2 separate regions of the Arachis hypogaea genome follow, and region 1 is linked to region 2. The links are chromatin contacts, called in public Hi-C maps. All regions are on one chromosome and are shown on one strand. Each heading gives the region's core, a stretch centred on a gene start, on an enhancer-like site or on the middle of the called end of the contact. The rest is flanking DNA. Distances are from core to core; before and after follow the strand shown. Region 1 has its middle 15 kb from the start of LOC112740258. Region 2 holds the start of LOC112741459 (peroxidase 53).

What was found. Hi-C and Micro-C count contacts between places; a contact is called where the count stands out from the background.
Region 1: a contact with region 2 is called in a Hi-C map of an unstated tissue, with 2.9 times the contacts expected there. The contact joins the enhancer-like site here to the promoter of LOC112741459 in region 2. A contact is called at or near these places in 3 of 8 Hi-C or Micro-C datasets (leaf and an unstated tissue).

The regions. Positions count from the first base shown.
Region 1 is chr14:10,653,923-10,660,163 of arahy.Tifrunner.gnm2.J5K5, reverse strand. No RefSeq gene overlaps it. Among protein-coding and RNA genes, the nearest start is that of LOC112740258, 15 kb to the left of the region's middle. Within about 2 kb of position 2,788, at least 1 of the 3 cell types and tissues checked has open chromatin away from gene starts, as enhancers often do.
Region 2 is chr14:10,588,665-10,595,510 of arahy.Tifrunner.gnm2.J5K5, reverse strand. LOC112741459 (peroxidase 53) reads left to right here and starts at 4,488. Exons shown (of 4, transcript XM_025790461.3): 1 at 4,488-4,795; 2 at 4,882-5,073; 3 at 5,157-5,322. The coding sequence starts at 4,577.

The sequences.
Region 1 (6,241 bases), core at 1,539-4,038, 66 kb before region 2:
AAATTTTCATTGTGGTTCATTATACCCGAAATAATATTCTCAAATTGGCAACTGGGCCCATCCCAAATTCAAATGAGAATTTTATTCAAATAGAAATAAATGGCAGACCCGGGTTCGACCCAATATAGACTTGGCTTTGATATTTTTCTATTGGGTTAGTTTCTAAGAGTCCACAACGGACTTTACAAACTCTTTACACCAAGGAAACTAGTAACATAAATTGATAACCCTATACTTTTTTTAAAAAAATCTATCTTCGCAATCCTCATGATTAGCCAAAAAATGTTAATTTTCGTATGTCTGAAGTTAAGTAATTAACTATATCTCCATTTCTAATACCAAAAAAAGAAACTATATCTCCATTTCCACACTAATATTAATCACACATACTTTATACTCACCTATACTTTGTAATAATTATTATCAAACATTACCAATGCAATGTACAAAATTACCTATTGTTATTAACCAAATTTCATTTAATATGAAAAGTCCTCAAAATCATCGTGCGTGGATAATCTTGTAGTCATTAACACCTTTTTTTTTTTAATGAATAAAAAATAACGATCTTATTAAATGGTATTGTGCTAAATATGGTAATTTTTTTAGTAAGATGAATTAGACAACTCTAATTTTAAGTATTATAATACAATATATTTATGAGTATTGTTATACATACAAGTCTTTTTGGCATACAAGTCATATAAATTTCTTACATAATGCACGCGTGAAATCACGTTGTTCCTTTTGTATCTCGTGTTTCTCCTCTTCTTTTTTCTTTGCGTTTTTTCTTATTTTTCTTCGCGTGTTTCATCTTCATCGTCGATTTTTTATTACTGTTGTCGTTGTTATATTTTTTTCCTCCTACTATTTCTATTGATTTTGTAACATTATGTATTTTTTTCATCTTTGTTTGATTTTTTCTTCCCAAGAAGAATTATGAGAATATGAAATAAGAAGATAAAGAAGAAGAAGCAGCAAAAGATGAGAATGAAGAAGAGGAAGAGTTTTGAATTATATAGAACTTATCAGCACACATACGCCAGAAATTTTTAAACAATACACTCGAATATCTTCCTGTTACACCTAAATATCTTCGTGTTACACTCAAATTTGCTGCAAAATATTTTCTCTAATGCTGCATTTTTTTTCTTCTTTTTTTTGTCATTTCTTTCTTTCTTTTAGTTGGATGGATGTAAGTTCATCATCTTCTAATTAATTTTGTAACATTATGTATTTCTTTTTCTTTTTTGTTTTTATTCTTATTAAAAGAGTAAAACAAGAAAAAACTTGAGAAGGTAAAAAAAAAAGAAAATATGAATAAGAAAAAAAGAAGAAGAAGATGGTGATGATAATGATGATGAAAAAAAAAAGAAGAAAAAGCAGCAGAAGATGATGATGAGGAAGGAGAAGAATTTTGAATTATGCAGAACTTATCAGCACACATGCACCGAAAAATCTTAAACAATACACTCAAATATCTTCCTATTACACCCAAATATCTTCGTGTTATACCCAAATTTGCTGCAAATATAGAAAAATATTTCCTTTAATGCTGTATTTTTTTTCTTCTTTTTTTTTCTTCTTATTTCTTTCTTTCTTTTAGTTGAATGAATGTAAGTTCATTCTCTTCCAAGTAATTTTGTACCATTATGTGTTTCTTCTTTTTTTTTGTTTGATTTTTTATATTTTTATTCTTGCTAAAAGAGTAAAAACAAGAAGAAATTTGAGAAGATAAAACAAGAAAAAAATGAATAAAAAAAAAGATGATGATGATGATGATGTTGAAAAAGAAGAAGAAGACGCAGCAAAAGATGAAGAGGAGAGAGAAGAAGAGTTTTGAATTTTGCAGGACTTATTAGCACACATACACCGAAAATACTTAAACAATACACTTAAATATTTTCGTGTTACACCAAATATCTTCATATTACACCAAATTTGCTGTAAATATAGAAAAATATTTCCTCTAATGCAGAACTTTTACATTACATTCATCATTATTTACCTGCAGAATCATAAACTACTAATAAAAAAAATTAACTAGAATTGAACCATACCTCAGCCACTTGATTGGATTTAAAATAATAATCAATTTCGTTATGATTCAATTGACAATTTAAACTTAAATTATTCATTATCTTCAACAACGAGATAACTGATGATGGAAGAGAAGGAGGAGAAGAAATTCCAATGAAAAAAGGAGAAAAAGGAGGAGGAGGTGGTGGTGATATTTATGACGATGATAATAAAAAAGAGAAGAATTTGTATAAGAAAAAGAAAAAGAAGAAAAAAAAGAACATGTGCATGTGCACGTAAATATAAATCACTTATAAAAACTTGTATAAAAGATGACTTGTATACAAAGAATAATTCTTATTTTAATTTTATTATTTATAAAATTTATAGTAAATATTAATACGAGTCATTCTGTATTGTATGTGCTATTAATCATTAAGTATTTGGTACAAAGTGTTAATTATATTCTATAGTATCTTTTAGAGATAGAATTCATTAGTTGAAAATGATAAAATATATAATAACCACTAAGATTAACAGTTTTAAGAAAAGTGAATTTAAAAAAAAATTGAATTATAATCAACATCCAAATTTTAAATCTGAGAAAGAAAAATCAAAGAAAATAAAACTATTACTAGAGATAAAATTGCTGCCTTCAAAACTTAATAAGCGGCTTTCCAAAGTTACAATTTTTTTTTTTTTTTTGGTTCGTGAACGTCACAGTTTTAAATTCTTCAAAGTTACGGAATTTGTTTTTCTAACTTACAGTAGCATCATTGGGCTCCCTTATTGAAAGTGGCCCTAATATCTGTTTCGGTTTTTATTTGTTTGTCTGTGAGATTTGGGGTTATGGAGATTTTTGTTTTTCACAAGAAAGTCAAGAAAAGAATATAATGTTGGGTTAGAAGCAAAAACTAGGAAAGGATTGGTTGAAAAATTCAAAGAAAATAGAAAAGGATTGGCTGAAAAATTAATACATGATGCCATTACCAGCACATGGAAATGCCACATCAAACACATTTCACAGTTACTTACTTCTATAAAATTTTAAAAAATACTATTTATTATACCCTAAATATTCTTTATATTCATATAAAAATATAGTTATTAACTTATGATTAATTAATTATAGATTTAAATTAGCTTTTAATTAACAAAACAAAATTAAAGACTATTAATTTTAAAGAGTATACATGTAGAGGAATTGTAAAAATTTTAATCATGTTAAAAATTTTATATTTCAATTTTTAAAATAATTAAAATTTTCCTATAATTAATTTTAAAATAATAAAATAATCTTTGAAGATTAATTTTAAAAAGACTAAAGTACTTTTTAGTTTATTTTTAAAGGACTAATATATCCTTTAAATTAAACTTTAACTAAGGTTGATTGATTGTATTAGCAATTAGTAATTTAAATTTAATATTAAAAAGACTAAAAACCATTTTAGTTAATTTTAAAATATTAAAATAATTATTTAGAATTAATCCTACAAAGATTAAAATAACCTTTTAGAATTAAGGTTATTTGTTGTATTAGAAATTATAAAAATTAGCTTTTCCGAAGACTAAAATACCGATAAAGTAAAAATAATCTCTCTCTCTCTTCAATTCATAATAAATCACAAGCACATCTATATCCTTATACAATAGAAATCGAATTTATTAAATATTCTAATATAAAGAGATAATGGAAATTTTTTATTACAAGAAGAGATAATATTTAATTTGATTCTTGAATTTGCACATTAATTTTAATTAATTCTTACAATTTTAATTATCTCTATTTAATTTTTAAATTTTATAAATGTGATTCATATTAGTTACTAAAATAATTTGGTACATAGATTAATTTCTTGACCTATTAAATAAAAAAAACACCGTGAACTAAAAAAACAGAGCTATAATTGATTTTGAATGAACTAATTCTATCAATCTAAAATGTCATTAATTGGGGAGCTAGTCTATGTACATAGCTGTCAATGACTAATGAGTTTTCTAGATAAAAAAACTTATGGAATTTTATTAATCTTTCATCGAGTTTAATCAGAAGTCAATTTTTTTTAATTTTATATTTTTAAATTTTAAATTTTAATTTTTAAAATCTTAAATCTTTCAAAAAAATAAGAGTTAAAATATTAAATTTATTATAAAAAAATAATTAACGTTAGCTAATAAAAAGTGAATTTTTTATATTTATTCATCTTTTATGTATTTGGTTTAAGTGAAAGACTACTCCAAATAAATAAAACACACAAAACTAACGAAGAGATTATAAATAAGCTAAAAAGTTCATCTAATCCATGATAATAGGATAAAATGAATTGGGTCTAAATTCATGGATTACAGATATAATAAAAAAGTTAATAGGTAGTGTTCTTATCAGCTTGAGCCGAGGTATAAGTCGTCCTTCTGGTAAGGTCGGCAAACTTCTAAGGCGTGATCCAAATTTCGTCGGCAAAGGAAGAGTGGGAGAGGTGGGTACCTGCAAAGGCACTCCGACGCTCAAGTCAATAAGAGAATATGTATGAAGACTTTTTCTTAGAGAGATTGCCTACCTCTTTTGTTCCTGTCTCTTGCTTTTATATTTGTTCGGATAGGGATGACTGTTGTTTCTAGGTCGTAACGTCTGGGGAGAAAATTAATCATATGTCCGACGTTATGTAAATAAATGCCAATCATTGCGAATGCTCGGCTATTATTGTGGGTGCGTTACCGAGCTATAATTCGTAACCGATCTTACTGGTCATATCACAGCCCCCAAGCTTAGCCTGGCCTTGAGGAGACGGGTTGAGCTTTTTGACGAGTTATAGCTCGGTGTATGGAGCCCCCAGGTAACGTCTCTCTCAACCCAGCTATAATCCTCATTGTTTTCAACTTGAGGTAACAATTTTTTCTTTTTATCACCCATTCTCAGTGAAAGATTAGAAGCAGAAGAGGTAAAGAAGGTTTACTAACCTCTGGTACTCATGCTTCTATGAAAACCTGATGCTTCCCACTTAAACAGAATAGCAAAGGAACCAACCTTCATCCTGAGCCACTAATTAAATGAACTTTTCAGTTCCATGAATTAATCTACACCGTTTACCTAAACCCACTTAGAACGGTTATGGAACAACTTGGGAAGTTGAACCCAATCATAATAATGACTACGCACAAGACCCAATAAAACAAACTGTTTCATAATAACTTCACACTTCTCTATTTATAAAAAGTATTACTGAGTGAGCCACGTTGACCTGGGGGCTCCATACACCGAGCTATAACTCGTCAAAAAGCTCAACCTGTCTCCTCAAGGCCAGGCTAAGCTTGGGGCTGTGATATGACCAGTAAGATCGGTTACGAATTATAGCTCGGTAACGCACCCACAATAATAGCCGAGCATTCGCAATGATCGGCATTTATTTACATAACGTCGGACATATGATTAATTTTCTTCCCAGACGTTACGACCTAGAAACAACAGTCATCCCTATCCGAACAAATATAAAAGCAAGAGACAGGAACAAAAGAGGTAGGCAATCTCTCTAAGAAAAAGTCTTCATACATATTCTCTTATTGACTTGAGCGTCGGAGTGCCTTTGCAGGTACCCACCTCTCCCACTCTTCCTTTGCCGACGAAGTTTGGATCGCGCCTTAGAAGTTTGCCGACCTTACCAGAAGGACGACTTATACCTCGGCTCAAGCTGGTAAGAACATTGGCGCCCACCGTGGGGCCCGAAAAATTTGAAACATCATTTGTGGTAAGCCCCAAGATCTCCATGCACTCTCATGGCTGATGCTCCCCCGCCCACTTCATCCGAACTTTTGAGGATGGTGACCGAGCTTCAACAAGCAAACCAGCGAATGGCAGAGGACAACTAGAGAATGCAAAACCAAATTGCGCAGTTAGTGCAAGCTCGCTTAGAGCACCATAACCATGATCACGAGAACAACGAACGAACTCATGTTTCTGAGACACCACAAAGCGACAACGAAGGAAATCAACAGAATGACGAAGCTCAGCCTGATAACGAGGAAGAACAACCTGACAACTCGGCGGGACCATTTACAACAGATATAATGAACTTCTAACTCCCCAGACAATTCACTCTTCCGACAACTTTAACCCCATATGACGGATTGGGCGACCCAAAGCAGCATGTCAAAAAATTCCGATCTATTATGATTGTTAACGGTGCATCCGATCCAATTCTTTGTCGATGTTTTCCATCTTTTTTAG
Region 2 (6,846 bases), core at 3,239-5,738:
TAAAATGATTAAGTTTACTTTTGATTTTTTTAAATTCTTTTGTAAAAATAAAAAAAAAACCTTAAATTTATATGTTATCTCTGACGCTGTGATCCACTGCTTCTACCATCAATTTTTTTTTTAAATATTGTTACTTGACTATTTTCATTTTATGATAATTTTAAAAAAAAATTATTCTTGAATCAATCCTTATTACCCTGTAAGATTAAATTTGTAAGTGTTGAAACATAAAAAAAAAAAAAAAGAGAAAGATATATAATCACCGAATGGTAAAAAAATTTGAATTGCGAGAATAAATATAATATTTAAGTAGGGTCTCTATAATTTGAAAGAGAAGAAGATCAATTCTATTATTATTTTTAATATTTTTACTTACTATGTTTATATTATGATAATTTCAAGAATTTTTAATACTTGTATCAATCGTTATTATTCTGTAAAATTAAATTTGTAAGAGTTGAAGCATATAAGAAAATTAATAAAATTGTGTAGGATCTTTTTTTTTGTCGAGTTAAATTTAAATTAAATAGACAATCTGAATCATATCACAAAAAAAAAAAAATCAATTATCAGATAGTATAATAATGAATATAAATGTAAATATATGTATAAATAGAATTTTTAAATTAATAGCCATGTGCTGCTCCCTTATATGTACACCATCGTCATCATAGGCTTCTTTTTATTATACTCTAACTATATCAACTATGGATAATTTAATTTTTTTTTAATGCGATAGTGACTAGAAAGTTTTATATTGAGATGGATCCAAAAGGCGTAGACAATAACTCCATACAGCAAGAGAAATTGTTTTATTTTCTTTGATTGATATCTAGTGTTGAGAAATATTTTATGATTTTAAAATATATATTTAGTATGTATTATATGATTATTTATGCATTTTTATTGTTTTAACATTAATATTTTAAATATAAAACTAGTACGTGTTCATCACATGACATCGTATTTATTTATTAATTATTCAAGAATAATTATAAATCTTAATTAGGAATTTTTATAATTAATGGTAACAATTATTATCTAAAAAATGAAAAGTTTTTTATGTGAATAATTTTATAATGACATTTAGTTAAGTGCTAATGTTATTACATAAAAAAAATTCCATGCAAATTATCCAAAAATATTTTTTCTATATATAAAGGTATATTAGATATTAATATAAAAAATGACATTGACACTTTATAAAACTGAACTCAAAATCAATCTTTTTCTTTTAGTATACTTGAATTTTAATTTTAGGATAAAATATATTTTTTATCTTTTAAATTTGTCAAAAATTATAAAAATATTTTTAAATTTTATTTTATTTTAATTTTGTTCTAAAATTTTTTAATTTGCATTAAATCTATCCCTGATAATTAAATTTTTAAAAAATTTAGGATTAATTCAACAATAATACATGACAATTATTTCTGGTTTATTTGTATTGATGGTTATTTTTGTAAAATTGCTATTGAATTGATTCTAAATTTTTTGAAAAATTAACTTTCAAGAATATATTTGATGCAAATAAAAAAATTTTAGGACAAAATGAAAACAAAATAAAACTTAGAGATATTTTAAAAATTTTTAGCAAATTTTAAGGACAAAATTAAAATATACTTTACCCTTAATTTTTTATTATTATTATTAGTATTCTCTCTAAATTATTTTTAAAATTTTACATGCTAATTATTTTTTACTTGTTTAAATTTTATTCAAAATTATATATCTTTCATAATTTTATAAATTTATTTAAATTATACTATTTTAACATTTTTTATTTCTAATATTTTAAACTATGCTACTAACTCCTTCTCCCTACTAATTGTTAACACGCAATTATACTAGGGAAAAAAATAGTAGTCATGTGCAGTAGCAAGTAGCAACACATATTTGGGAGCAAATGATGTAACAATTTTGGCTGGCTGTCCAATTAATAGAAACAATTACAGGAAAAAAGTTGTAAAAATTTTGGGACGGGTTTCAAAAAGACAATTACAGTAAAAAAGATGTAACAATTTTGGCTGTCCAATTAATAATAACAATACATAAATAAAATTTGTACAGAGAATATGTTAAAAATGTTAAAGTCAACGCAAAACCTTTATTACTGTACATTTATATACATATTTGTTTGGCGTGATGTAATTAATTAATATTAAAGTGAAAGTTTTTCCATATTCATTATTTGACCATATTATAATTACACTTTATATTTGGGGACTATAATAATATAATATACCTTCTTATAAGAGAATAGTAAAAAAAACATTGATATTATGTGTATTTTTTAAAAATTATACATTTATAAATTGATGTAAAAAAATATTATAATAATTAAATTGATTTATATGTATTTTAAGGAGTTAAGTTATTATCTATTCATTTATTTTTTTTGCCATGTGTAATACTGTTTTTACTTAAATTTTAATGTTATTATCTATTCATTTATTTATTGTACATAATAAAACTTACCTATCATGAAATTAAATGACATACATAGACTTCTAGCCTGGTTATTAATATTTTGATTTTTAAAAGCATATATTAATGTGAGATTACACCTTATTATACCAATTATGGAATATTAATCCTTTTTTAAATGCTAGCTAGTGCTGACAAGTTTTCTTATAAAATGGCTATATATATATGGAAAAAGTGAAAAACTAAGGACAAAATAAAAAGAGAACGGTCAACGGATATAATTAATAAGGATGTGAAAAATTGTTTTATTTTATTTTATTGATATGCAAGGTTAAAAAATATTTTATAATTTTAAAATATATATTTAATATGTATTATATGATCATTTATGCATTTTAATTGTATTAACTTTAACATAAATATTTCAAATATAATTGCAATTACTCCAACACTCCGCTTTCTTGTCTATATATATGTGCATTTGATCATCTTCATGATCTTGTTTCTTACCCTATTAATTACTGTTACTTTATTAAAGATATGTATTTATGAATGTGTTGAATACATGTTAATATGTTACTAACAGCTGCACTTGGAGGGCATTTTTTAATTAATTATATTCAACAATAATAGTAATTAAGTAGGCTGTAAAAGAAAAAAATAGCAATACGAAGAAAATTTCTAAGTAATTATAATTATGAATATGTATATATATGTACATTACGACAAAATTAATTCCTTTAGCATGTAGTACTATAGGAACAGCCTTGTTCCAATTTTCTTATAAATAGCTCCTCTAGTCTTCTATATGTAAAGCAAGTCACGTAAATATTCAAAAAAAAATGTCATACAATTATATAAACAACAAACTTGCTATTTACAAGAAAACTTCTCATACAAGATAAGATAAAATTAGAAGTTGGACTGCCAAATATAGAGTAGACCTTTTGATTGGAGAATAATTCTGTGTTTATTTACTCAAGATATATAATATTTTTTTTTTGGTATTTATATAATTGAATAAATTAAAAATATAAAATTTTTAGTTTTTATAAATTACAATATTATACTTTTAGCTCCAATATTTAAACTTTAAAAATAATAATAGTATAATACCAATATTTATTGTATATTTTAATTTATAAAATCAATAAAACATAAGAAACTTACAACAAAATTATACATCCAAAATCATGCTAAATTATCGTGGAATGATTTTTATTTTTTATTTAAATTTATCCAACATAATCACTAACCAATTTAACAATGGAAATTTGATATTTATTATCCTGAAATTTTAAAAATATGGTACTTAACTGCTTATGTTTTAATTTTAAAATTCCGTGAACAAATTACTTTTATTAACTGATTATATAAAAATAAGCTATGATGTAGTTTAATTAGTTTGGTTTTAGTTTTATTTGGTAATTGATTTCAGATTTTGGGTTTTATTTATTTTAATTAGCTTAAATGCAATGTAAATAAGAAAAAACAATGAGATATAACTATACTACCTAAGCACCTAATAGGCTAATACTAAACAATCACAAATCTTGGACCACCAAATATATATAGTAAAACCTAAAATTGGAGAATAATTGTTTGTATTTACTTACTCAATATATAATATTTGATTATTATTATTTTTTTGGGTGTTTCATATAATTGAATAAATTAAAAATAAATATAAAAATATAAAAAATAAATATTTTTTATAAATTAATATTTTTGCAATTTTTTTTGCATATTTTTTTATTATTATTTTATTTAAATTAATCTTATCTAAAATGAAACTCTACTTCTTAATATATTATAATTAAACGTTCCAAGCTTACACATGTATATTATTAGACTTTGTAAAATAATATTCATTAAACCAAGTTGCATATTAATTTCTATTTTTTTAGCCACAAATGGTATAATGATACTTCTAGAGTTTTACTGTTTTAGTTATACAAGTGTCTTTTGATTTTCTCTAACTTAACACTTAATGTTTATTTCACTCTTTATAAGAAGGTATTATTTAATATTTATAATTAAACCTGTTAAAATAAATATTTAGGAATGGTCAAAGTTTTAGTATAAATAGAGGTGTTGTATCTGCAGAGAAAGCCGCTCAAACACTCTCTATCATATACAATCATACAAGATGAAGTTTCTGTTTCTTTTCTTATTCCCTTTGATTTTGTGTGTTGTGGTTCCTACCACCAGAGCACAATTATTAGATCCATTCTTTTACAAAGATACATGTCCCTCTCTCCAGTCAACTGTACGACAAGTTCTTCTTAATGTTTCGAAGGGGCCTGGAAAAGATGAGCGGCTTTTCGCCAGCTTGATAAGACTTCATTTCCACGATTGCTTCGTCCAAGTAAGTATACAAAATTGTGTTAATTTCTATGTTATTATCGTAAATTATTGTAGAAAGATTCTAATCATGGATATGTATGTATGCAGGGGTGTGATGGATCAATTTTGTTAAATGATACCGCTTCTATTAGAAGCGAACAACTTGCAGCGCCGAATCTGGACTCCATTCGTAGGTTGGATGTGATCAATTTGATTAAGGAAAATATCGAGAAAGCTTGTCCTGGGGTTGTTTCCTGCGCTGATATTGTCGCACTTGCTGCCGAAGTGTCTTCGGAGATGGTAAACTTTCTTTTTAATTTGCATGTTCATCTCAATTGATTAGTGTGCATTATTCATTTTTTTTAACTATCTTGATTTGACAGTCAAATGGTCCAACTTGGCAAGTTCCCTTGGGCAGAAGAGATAGTGAAACAGCAAGCTTCGACTTGGCAAATTCGGACATTCCTGGTCCAAAATCCAACCTCCCTCAGCTCATTTCGGCATTTCAGAAAAAGGGTCTTGATATGAATGATTTAGTGGCACTTTCAGGTTTATCTTCAACCTTTCTTATAAATTTTAAAATTTGATTATACGAATGAGTTTATAACTGTTTTAATTATGGGTAAGTCTATGGTGACTGTTATAATCATCATGCATGCGGACAGTATGTAGTGCGGTTGGAATGTGGTGCTATTGCCACGTTTTAAATTATATAAACGAAACTAATAAATTACACCATATATAAAGTAGATTGTGCTAAAAATGTTATTCATGATTTATTTATGATTTTTTTTATAAGAAGGCGTTGAAGCGCAAAAACTACTCCATAAATAATGAGTATAAGTTTGTGATTAATGTGCCACTGAATATAAATGCTGCTGTTAATAATTTCAGTGGCTTATTACAAATGAATTACACTAAAATTTTGAAAATAGAATTTCTTTTAAATGGTACTGCACCCGATTATCATACTTTGAGAAAAGTCGTGGAGTACGGTGCAAATGTGATGGTGATCCATTTGGTTATTAATATTTTAAAAAATTATATATTGATTTATTTTAAATAATAATTTAATTATAAAATGGTTCTATTATAATTAAGATATTATTCAATTAAAAATTGACATATCATATAGAATAAATTATATGTTATTTTAGAAAGAATTGAATAAAATTTATCTGTAAATAATTATTTAAGTAATTAAATATCTGTATAGAATTTTTTTAATTAACACTTGTAGTATATTAAATAAAAATTCCCTTAGACAGAGTAAATAAAGATGATTTTTCATAATGGTACAACCAATACTAATGATATATCCATTTTTTTAACTGAAGAGATTGATGTCTTTACATCATTGCTAAAATCAGAGTAGTTGCTTGTATCCATTTATTTTGAATAAACAGACATGATTATATATGTTAAGACTTGTGTATCTCTAACTCTTTATTCAAACAACAAATTAAATTTGTGCATGTTATTGTGTACCTTTTCATTTTAGATTAAAAAGATAAGTTTTCCTTTATATATGGAGTATAGACAATAGAAATATATCTATTTATGGATGCACACACATCTTTAAATAATTCAGAAACAATGATTCACATAATAATTGATTATAGCTGTTAAAAGAAACAACAAATTAGTACAAGAGATGATCCACAAAAGGTTGGTACAACCAAAATGTTTTCCAATATTCTGTTTTTTTCTTGATAATATAATAGGCTAGTTATGTATACAACAAAAACTTATTTTATTCACTTTTTTAAAAAAAGGATATTGCTAAACATAATTATCAAATAAGAAAAATGTAGCATTATTTGTCTATGAATCAAACTAGCTTCTCCAAAATAAATGAAGATGGGTTAATTTAAAAAGTGAGGAGTTTAATTATCCTTACATATGAAAATCACAAACTTAATAATAATTAATTCTTTATTTTTTTACTTTATTAATCTTCTCAGTTTAAATGAATTTATTTTTTGTTTACGAGATAACTATATATATATATACATATGCACACAGCAACTTTACAGTAACACCTAGTGACAGCATCACATGTTGATTTTCACT